Regions from separate parts of the Mus musculus genome. Here all the other regions are linked to region 3. The links are chromatin contacts, called in public Hi-C maps. All regions are on one chromosome and are shown on one strand. Each heading gives the region's core, a stretch centred on a gene start, on an enhancer-like site or on the middle of the called end of the contact. The rest is flanking DNA. Distances are from core to core; before and after follow the strand shown.

Evidence for each region. Hi-C and Micro-C count contacts between places; a contact is called where the count stands out from the background.
Region 1: a Hi-C map of uterus shows a contact between it and region 3, with 2.4 times the contacts expected there. The contact joins the enhancer-like site here to the promoter of 2600014E21Rik in region 3. A contact is called at or near these places in 1 of 39 promoter capture datasets (embryonic stem cells), 5 of 484 Hi-C or Micro-C datasets (embryonic stem cells and uterus), 5 of 115 datasets of contacts at active chromatin or transcription factors (embryonic stem cells and stem cell-derived neural progenitor cells) and 1 of 9 other capture datasets (embryonic tail).
Region 2: a contact with region 3 is called in a Hi-C map of uterus, with 2.5 times the contacts expected there. The contact joins the enhancer-like site here to the promoter of 2600014E21Rik in region 3. A contact is called at or near these places in 2 of 39 promoter capture datasets (the 3T3-L1 cell line and embryonic stem cells), 4 of 484 Hi-C or Micro-C datasets (CD8 T cells and uterus), 3 of 115 datasets of contacts at active chromatin or transcription factors (T-cell acute lymphoblastic leukemia, embryonic stem cells and stem cell-derived neural progenitor cells) and 2 of 9 other capture datasets (embryonic stem cells and embryonic tail).

Annotation. Positions count from the first base shown.
Region 1 is chr2:74,906,039-74,909,029 of GRCm38.p6, forward strand. No RefSeq gene overlaps it. Among named protein-coding and RNA genes, the nearest start is that of Mtx2, 82 kb to the left of the region's middle. Within about 2 kb of position 1,258, at least 28 of the 459 cell types and tissues checked have an H3K27ac peak or open chromatin away from gene starts, as enhancers often do. A contact at or near this core is called in uterus, where this site is marked.
Region 2 is chr2:74,998,926-75,002,083 of GRCm38.p6, forward strand. No RefSeq gene overlaps it. Among named protein-coding and RNA genes, the nearest start is that of Gm46748, 61 kb to the right of the region's middle. Within about 2 kb of position 1,541, at least 46 of the 459 cell types and tissues checked have an H3K27ac peak or open chromatin away from gene starts, as enhancers often do. A contact at or near this core is called in T-cell acute lymphoblastic leukemia, embryonic tail and uterus, where this site is marked.
Region 3 is chr2:75,135,862-75,138,999 of GRCm38.p6, forward strand. It overlaps 2600014E21Rik (a long non-coding RNA gene), which reads left to right and starts at 1,794. Exons shown (of 12, transcript XR_001783367.2): 1 at 1,794-3,138. Gm13652 (a long non-coding RNA gene) reads right to left here and starts at 2,114. Exons shown (of 3, transcript XR_374685.4): 1 at 1,403-2,114.

The DNA of each region.
Region 1 (2,991 bases), core at 8-2,507, 230 kb before region 3:
TTTTCTGATATATTTGATAAACTACAATTATACCTCCTAAAAATAATCACTATTAAAAAAACAGTCATGTGTTTGTACTAAAAACATACATTCATGAAGATGATTCCATAATAAGATACAATTTGAAATGTCATCCCATGCTATCCCTCGGCTGTTGACATCTTTATGCATGAACACACACACATTCTACATGAATGGCTGTGATGTGTATTTAGCCCCTGACGGAGACTTCCAACTTGTCCCTACTGAAAGTCAGACTGCAGGAGGCCTTGTTACTCCACCTTTGTCTGCTTGCTTGATTGCTCTCTTAGGAAGAAGTTTTAAAAAACAAATTTACTGAGAAAAGAAGAGGGAAAAGTATTAAAAGATTCTAGAACAGAAAATTTCGTCTGCCCAGGACTAGTGTTGAGCAGGGTCTCAGCCACTGGGGCTGTGCCTTCCTGCAGTGTGCTGAGAAGGATCAGGTGGACTGAGAAGACAGCCTCCAGTTCTATCCCTCTCCCAGCTTGTGGCCAGGCTACCCGTGACTCAGGCTTACTGTCTAGAGAATTGATTTGTCTTGGATTTACTTGGCTGAGAACCTCACTACAGGTACATTTATTTATACAGGGTAGATAGATAATAGATGATAGATAGATAGATAGATAGATAGATAGATAGATAGATAGATAGATAGATGATAGACAGAAAGACAGATGATAGATAAATGATAAAGATGATAGATAGATGATAGTTAAATGATAAATAGATGGTAGATAGATGGCTGTGAACATACTTTATACTACATATATTGCATAAACCAAGCCAAAAAATTAGAGATCATCTAAGTGAAAAATTAAGATTTTTCTGCCTATACTGACGTGAATCCTTTCTGTTTTGAAGTCCACTGCTCTGGAATCAAGGGTCTCATTTCATCGGCAAAATGAGAGGTTTTAGAATGGACTCAGCAGTAAGGGGTCACAGGGAGAATAAAGGAGTCTGAGAAAGTTAGGTAGATGTTCTTTTTTCTTACTCCTCCCTCAGCACCCACCTAAACCTTTCTGTCTTGTAGGTCACCTGTCACCTGTCACCAGTGGGAAGTTCCTCAACTTGGCTCTGCTCCCAAGGTGCAGCTCCCTGAAAAACCGACTCTCTCCTATGCCACAGGAGAGTGTTTACAGACCGTTCTTTTCCATTCTCAGAGTGTAGGATCAGCAATGGAATTTTCAGATTAGTTGCAGATGCCCTCCCCACACCCTCCTGCGCCGGCTTTAGTAACTGGATGCGCTTTAATTCAAAAGGAAACTTCTCAGACCATTGAGCTTCAATACAGTTTAATGCCTTAAGGCTGTGGAGCTTGAATTCATCGGGAAGCCTGAATAAATGTTTTCAAATAAAATGAAACACCACATACGTTCTTTTGCTTTGCTGCAAGTTTGGTTTTGGTTTTGTGTTCAAGTTAAAAAAAAAAGAAACCCAGCTCATTCCCAGGCTGCAGCAGATGTCCCAGCGGATGGCCCGCCCTTGACTTGGGTTTGTCTGGCCAAGTCTCAGAAGCTTGGCTTGTTGTAGAGGGAGGATCGCAGTGACCCTGGCTGCTTCCTGCTTGCAATTTTCAGATAGTCCCAGATGACCAGTTTGTGTTCTAGGCCAGAATAACTCTTTTGCAGAATGAATAATATTTTCTTAAGCGCTTTTAAGTTGCCATTCATTGCCCATTTTAAAAATGATTTAATGAGTGAAAATATGCTGTTTATAAGTCCCTTAGTGCATATTTTTTAGAATGGCTGAATGAGTCGCTTTGTTTACACACATTTACTACAATGGCCAAGGGAGATGTTACAACGGTCAGAAATCCCTTAAGATGACGTGTGGAGAAAAACCCTATCTGCTTGGTCGTTTCTTTAAGCATCAAGTCCTTTTAACAAACGACTCACTTGAACTTGAAGACCACTGCCCGCACTTTTAAATGGGGGAGATTAAGGTTTTCAGATACACAAATGCCTTGTCCTGGTGAAAGCCAATGCCAGGAGCCAATCAGGACCGGTCAGCTTTTGTGCAGCCTGAAATGGAGATAATTACCGAGCTCTCGGGCCCTAGACTGGGGAGCGCATGCGCCAAGCAAATCAGGAGCCGGCAAAGGAGAACTTAGAACCTACGCTATCTTAACTCTGGAGGCAGTCAGCCATGTACTGTAGGGCAAGCTAACCATGGTATTTCTCTATTTGCTAGCCAGATCCCTAAATAATCTCTTATTAAGTAGATTCCTGCCAGCTGTATGAGTTATTGTGTGTGGTTTAAGGAAATAAAACCACATTGATTTAAAATATTCTCTAATTCAGATAAGACCGAATTAAGGAGCAGTGCAGTATTGAATGTCATTTTTCATGGGGAAGAAAGTGCTAGCTTTGAATGTCTTAATTTGAAAAATTAGCTCTACTTATGAATTTGTTGTTATCTAATCTTTCTGGGGTTCTGAATACTTTCATTCTGCAAAATTAACAACCATTCTAATTTTAAGTAGGAAATTGCATTTAAAAAAATCATTTTCCACAAAGAGGAAAATTTAACTTTATTTTTGAAAATAGTGTCTGCACGAGCCATCTGTTAGTAACAATAAGAGGATGAAAGGAAATTTAAGTGAAAACTCAATTATTTTGTAAGACTGTGTCATATCATAGTTAGTCAGTGTTCTGTTGCTGTGAAGAGACACCACAAGGCAACCTAGAGAAGAAAACATTTAGCTGTTAGCTTGTATACAGTTTCAGACGGTTAGAATGTTGTCATCCTGGCTGGGGGCATGGCAGCATGCACACAGGCATGAGGTTGGAAAAATTGCTGAGAATTTTACAGCCCATTTTGCATGCTGAGAGGGAAACAGTGTGCCTGGCCGAAACCCACCCTGAGTGACACACCTACTCCAACAAGGCCACACCTCCTAATCCTCCCCAAACAATTCAGTTAACTAGGGACCAACCATCCAAACAAATGAGCCTACAGAGGCCATTCTCA
Region 2 (3,158 bases), core at 291-2,790, 140 kb before region 3:
AAACCCCAGGCTGTTCTCCCCATTTCCAGACTGAGAGGAGCAGAAGTGACAACTTGCCAGAGGCCCTCATCTCAGGATCGCACCCAGACTTCCTTTGTGAGTGATATGAACACTATCAGTCAGCTGGATGCCCCTATTTGCAGATTCAGGCCAGCAGCAGACAGATGTAGGCTTTACAGGACTGACTGGGGTGGGACAGGAGTGATAAGACAGGAGTATGGCCATGACCTGGAGCTTGTTCTGAGTTTTAACAGGAAAGATTTCCCTGTGTTCTGTGTTCCTTACCTGAGCCTGTGATCAGGGTATCTTCCAGAGAGCTTAGCTCTCCACAGATGAGAGGGGGGGGGGAGGGAGAGGAGAGGAGAGGAGAGGAGAGGAGAGGAGAGGAGAGGAGAGGAGAGGAGAGGAGAGGAGAGGAGAGGAGAGGAGAGGAGAGGAGAGGAGAGGAGAAAGAATTGCCCCTTCCTTAAGGCAGAAGGCACCCTGGCAGTCTAGAGCAGACATTTTGTATTGTCATCACTGTAGGTGTTTCTGTCTTCTGTTTGAATAAGGGCTTCTCTGCCCAGTTGACTACTACCCACATATTCCCTTGAGGCTAGCTTTGGGATTTTATACCCTTTATCCTGTTTCTGTCCCCAACAACATGAAAGGTGAAGTGGCCTCAGGTGCTGGACCATGTTGTCAGGGCCTCTGCATCTGTCTTTCAGCTGGGGCTGGGATGTGGGCCTGACAGGAAGCACACAGACCAGGCAATAGGAATGCCAGGTGCAAGAACTAAACTCCCTCAGACTGCATGAGGGGAAAGGACACCTGAAAGCTGAGGCTTTCTCTACTCAACAGTTCCTCTCCCCCAGGCTCACCCTACCCAAAAGCTGATGGCTAGCACTGACTCTGGTGGCTCCGGGTGCTTTGGCTCACCAGGCAGTGCGGCTCCCTCCCAAAGCTGTCTTGGTCTCCACTCAAGACCAAGGTGGTCTGGTAGGGGCTTTTCCTGTCTCCCCAAATGATGCCCACGTTGCTGTTCTGGTCCAAGGTCGGGAAAGAAGACCCCAGGAAAGAACAGTGATTCCACCCTCAACTCAGAGGGTGAATGTGTTCAGAGGTCACACACACTCCCCAGATGTGAGAGCAGACAGGAACGGCAACACATAAGAAGGATCCGAGAACTCGTAAATATGAACAACTACCACAAATAAAATCTACCAGCCTGTTACTCCCGGGAAACTGACTGCTTGTAGATCAGAGAAATGCTGCTCCGGGGTTTCCCATGCCTAACCGCAGCATCACCCGGGGACGATTCAGAAAGTGACCCAGGCCAAATGCGAGTGTCAGTCTTTGGTAAAATTTGATACTCCTCAAGTAACTCTGGTTAAGGCAAGAACAGACTCTTCAAATCAGTGCTCCTGCCCTGTGAAAACGACTCGACTTGGTGGGGGGGGGGGGGGGCAAACTTGAAAGGATGCAGCCCAGATGTTAATTTTAAGATCCTCTGGGCCCAACACAGCTGTGGCCTCCAAACTGTTTTGGGATGGAGTCCGGCCACACCCACAGCTGCAGCCGAGCAGTGCAATTTGAAACTCCCCCAGGGCCAACTGCTGTGAAAAGAGCAGTTTTATTACACAAAATAAAACAAAATGCCAGCTCATCTTTACAGTTTCACGGTCTGCCTCGGGGAACACAAAAAGAGTTTTATTTTTCACCTCGTGCGCACTCTGCGCCAGCCGGGTTTGTCTCGGGGCCAGTTTGGGAGGAAGATCTGGAAAGTTCTCTGCTCTGTTGTGGACTCCACTGGTGGTGGAGCTGACATTGAACTTGACTGACTACAGCTGCTCTTTCTGGGCAGTGAGGGAGCAGCATTTAACGTAGCTCTTATGGGGATGTTGCATGTGTTCACGGGAGCTGGACCTGGACCTCATGCCTGAGATACACGGTCTCCCTCGTCTCAAAGCTTTGGAGCAAGATTTTGCCTTTTAATTAAATTTTAGAAGCTTGTTAAACTAGATTTCTGCTTTTAAGAGAGCACACTTAAAAAGAAAATGATGTGCCCCCAATAATCTATAAAATTGAAATTCTGAGGCAGATATTAAAGTTTTCTACTCTAGCTGAAACACTGACAAGAGACGATGAAAGTATATTGTTTGGAGGGCTGGGAAGAGAACTCAAGAGCTACAAGCTGAACTATCGTGAGACCCGTGTTCCAATCCCCAGCACCCAGGGAAAGAGCTGAGAGTGGGGGTACATACCTATAATCTCAATGCTGGCGTCAGAGACGGGAGGATCCCTGAGGCTTGCCGGCCAGCCATCTTAGCTGAACCAGTGACCTCTAGGTTCAAAGAGAGATGCTGTTTCAAAGAATAATATAGAGAGTACCTGAGGACGATATTCAGTGTTGACCTCTGGTCTACATGTGTATACATACAGACACTATATCACACACACACACACACACACACACACACACACACAAGTATATTGTTAAATCAAGCATCAGCGTTACTAGATGAAACTACGGAAGTTAGCTAATAGCCGACTGATTTTTAGTGCAAACAGGGAAACGACCCCATGGTCTTTTTGTTTTCTCTCTGTGTCTAATGCATTGAGTCGTACACGCAATCTAGGACAGCTACATGCTTGATCTCGGTAGAGGAGAAGCCAGCCTGCACACGGGTGTGAGGGTCTCTGTGATATGAATCGGACGGAAACATGAACTAAGTTGTTTGAGCAGATGTTTTGTCTACACAATGCTGAGCGTTAAGAGGCAGATATTAAGGTTTCCTTCTTCCCGTGTAGAGACCTGGTGTCATATAGATGAAACACTCCATAGGATAAATGAAGGTCCCTCTTCTGTTCAGACGTTTTTGATATATGATATATAGAAGCAGCTGGAGAAGAGTTCAGCTCAGAATGAAGAAGCAGAAGCAGGGGAGAGGAGAAGAAAACTCAAGGACAAGGACCAGTTGCTCACATCCCTGGTAATGCAAACCCTCCAGGTAACCAAGTAGAGGGAACTTGTCACTTTCTAATGACAGACATGTTTACCAAGACCATGCACTGAATTGTCTTCCTCTCCTCCCTTAGCTCGGAACCTTTGTGCCCTGTCCTAATCTTATGCTATGCATAGTGGCTGTGGACGATTAACAAAAGGAGAAAGGGCTCCG
Region 3 (3,138 bases), core at 544-3,043:
ACCTATATAATTTATATATCAGATTACTACAGTTTTAGAGAGTGGAAAAATAAACCCTGAAGTTTTTTTGGGGGGAGAGGCAGGTGGGATATAGCATAGGGAAGCCATTTTTACAGAATATACTTATACTCTTTTAGAACATATGCATCAAGTTTCCTTATGAAAATGTTTGACCTCAAATTTTAATATAAATTGCAATCTGATATAGAGTTACAAGCTTGGAAGCCCTTTCTAAATATCTTGAATGGGGTTGTAGCTATCTTCTTCAATTAATAATAATAATAATAATAATAATAATTAATAATAATAATAAAAAGACTGACTACCACGATCCCATGTGTAGCTGGAGAAAGGTGAAATAGTTGTGATGTTTTAACATTTATGAATATACTTTTAAAATTGAAGAACAGATTTTTTTAATCTAAAATGCGAACACAGAACAGAATAGTGCAAGTAGAAGTTCCGTGAACTTCATAAGTGCAAGAAAACAAGTTTACGAGTTTTAAATGAAAATCTCTCATTCTGACCCATTAGGGGGAAGTATTTATAGGCAGTAAAAGGTAGTAATGACCCACCACATCCACAGTTGCTGTCTGCAGTGCCACCTGCTCCATCCCCACAGACAGACACATGGCCCCAAAGAGGAACTGTATCAGTTATATATCCATTCCTTTAAGTTCTGTTTGTATTAACCCTCAACGCCTTTATAGCAACAGTCAAATCACATTAAATTGATGTGTTTACTTTTTTAAGCCCTCTGTTCCAACCTACTTAAAATTCAACACTGTATTTTGCAGATGATGAGAAACATTGCCATTTAAAAATAGTCAAACACCCTTCTCAAAAACCAAGAAGTATGTACAGGTAGGGGCCATCGCACCCTCTGCAAGCAGCATGGGGCGTGTTAATCAGTGAGTTCTGCCCCTCGCCGGCTTGGGGATTCTCTTTGCCTTTGTGCACCCACCTCAAGGCGTCCTGCTACCTGGAAAACTGCAACTACAAGCTGTCTTTAGGCTAGTAGCTGTGGCGGAAGCCTCTTCGGGGACCCCCTAGGACCCGGTGTGAGCCTGTGAACTCACCACTCCAGGCTTTAATTGGATTTGACTAAAAGCACATAGTTTCTGGCAAAATGGCCAATTCTTAAATGGAGCCTCAGACCTTGGCCATCCCTAAGGAGAAATAATGCCCCGAAACACGTCACTGCCCACTCATTTCCCATTTCACTAACTTCCAATTAACACACGCTCTCTTCAGAGTCAGCATTACCATCATTTGGGGATTGCAGAAACAGAGGTGACATGTTGACTTTCTGTGGCTAAAAAGCACTTATGGGCACCATGACCAACACCTTTCTCCTTGGAAGAACATAACTTTCAAAACTTGCATCCCTCTCTTTACAAACCTGCTGTGTGGCGCGGAGGGGGAGGGGAGACGTGGGTGGAGGCCACCTCTCTTCTGCAAAGCCATCGAGGCCAGCAAAGGCCAGGGCTTTTCGTTCCAGCCTTTTCCTGCCCATCAGTGTCCACTTGGAGTAGCGTGGAGAGGAAGGTTTACTCTTTTCCCGGCGGAGCCTCAGCGATGGGCTCAGAGGAGACTCTCTCCAGGGGCCCGGCCGGTCCATACCTGTCCCGGGTGGAATGGGAACCCCGTGCAGCTGCTGCCTTCCTGAGCCCGTGCGCCCGGGCAGCGACCCAGAGCCAGACGATTGGCCCAACAAGACGAGACGACAGGGAGGCGGGAGCCGGTACCCCAGGGCGTTGGGTCACTCTGATCTCCCGGGGCAGGGCTAAGCAAGGGAGAGGTCGTTCTGGAGCTGATGCACTTGTCCCCAGCGGGAACGGACTTGACCCCCGTTAGCCTTTGGAGCGCCTCGGAGGCCTAAGACGAGCTGGACATCGGCCTCGTGTCATCTTCGGCCTTACTTTGGGGGGACGGTCACTCCAGGAGCGCTGGCCTGCCCCCTCCCCCAATGCTCCCCCCACCCCCAGGCTTAGCATCACAGTGGACAACGTCTCCCACATCCAGGCTCTTGATCCGAAAGAGGGGAACTGAGGGCTGCCCGCGGCAAAGCTCGACCTACACTTCATTTTCTTCCGATTTGGAGAAAATGTCACAGGAGTGGGTGGGGGAGACCCTCGCACTGTAAATATGATTTGGAGGGGGCGAGGCTCGGAGTGCGAGGGCCCCGGGCGGCGTGGGCACCCTGCTGGAGATTCCCGGTCTCACAGCGCGCCCTAGTGGACACCCTGGCCCGCGCCGCTGCCCCCGGACGCCGGCTGGGTTTCCCCGCGCGCCTTACAATCTGCAATATATTATTTCTTGCAAAGTATTGACAATGTGCGAGGTTCTGGTAACCCCGGAGCTCTTGTCTGTAATCAGCACATTTATTCACATTTGGGGCGGGGGGATCCGAATTAAATCCCCGTGACCCTGATTAGGTTACAGTGTCATTTTCCCCCTGGATCCTCTTTTAAACCCACTCTACACTGCTGCTCTGTCTATTACATGCTAATTTAATTTTACTGTGGACGATATTTTCAGCATTTGCTGAGGACAGTAAATTTTGTAGTTTATGTTATTTCACTTTTTATGACTTTTTAACACTTAATAAAATTTTATTAGAGCACTTTTGTGTTTACAAGGCCACAAAACTCTTGGCAGGTTGTCAGAAGTCCTTTTTATTATGATCCTACTGATATACTGCGAGTAATGAAATAATCATGTCCAGAAATGTATCAAAGGCCAGAGGGATTATCCCACTTAATAGCTCCACAGATGCGCCCAGAAGAATGTGGACTGCGGCGGACAGGCTGGGAGGCAGCAGAGGAAGAAGGCAGTTCCCCCCAGCCCCCAACACACACACTCACACACACTCCTTTCTTTACCACTTCTGTTGCTTTCCTAAAAGGCTACATTCAGGGTCATGTGACTTTCCGCGGTCTCAATAAAAAAAAAAGAATTTATTCTATTGCAAAATGTGCTTTTCTTTTTATACTCCTTGTGTGAGCCTTTAAGGCAGGTCTAGTGGCAGTGGGGCTGGCTCGGCGGATCCCTGTCAGTCACTTTGCTCTCGTACTAAGTGTACTTTTGTGCCATTTAAGCAGCCGATGGTGTCATTGGCGTTGAGAGTGCAGCTTC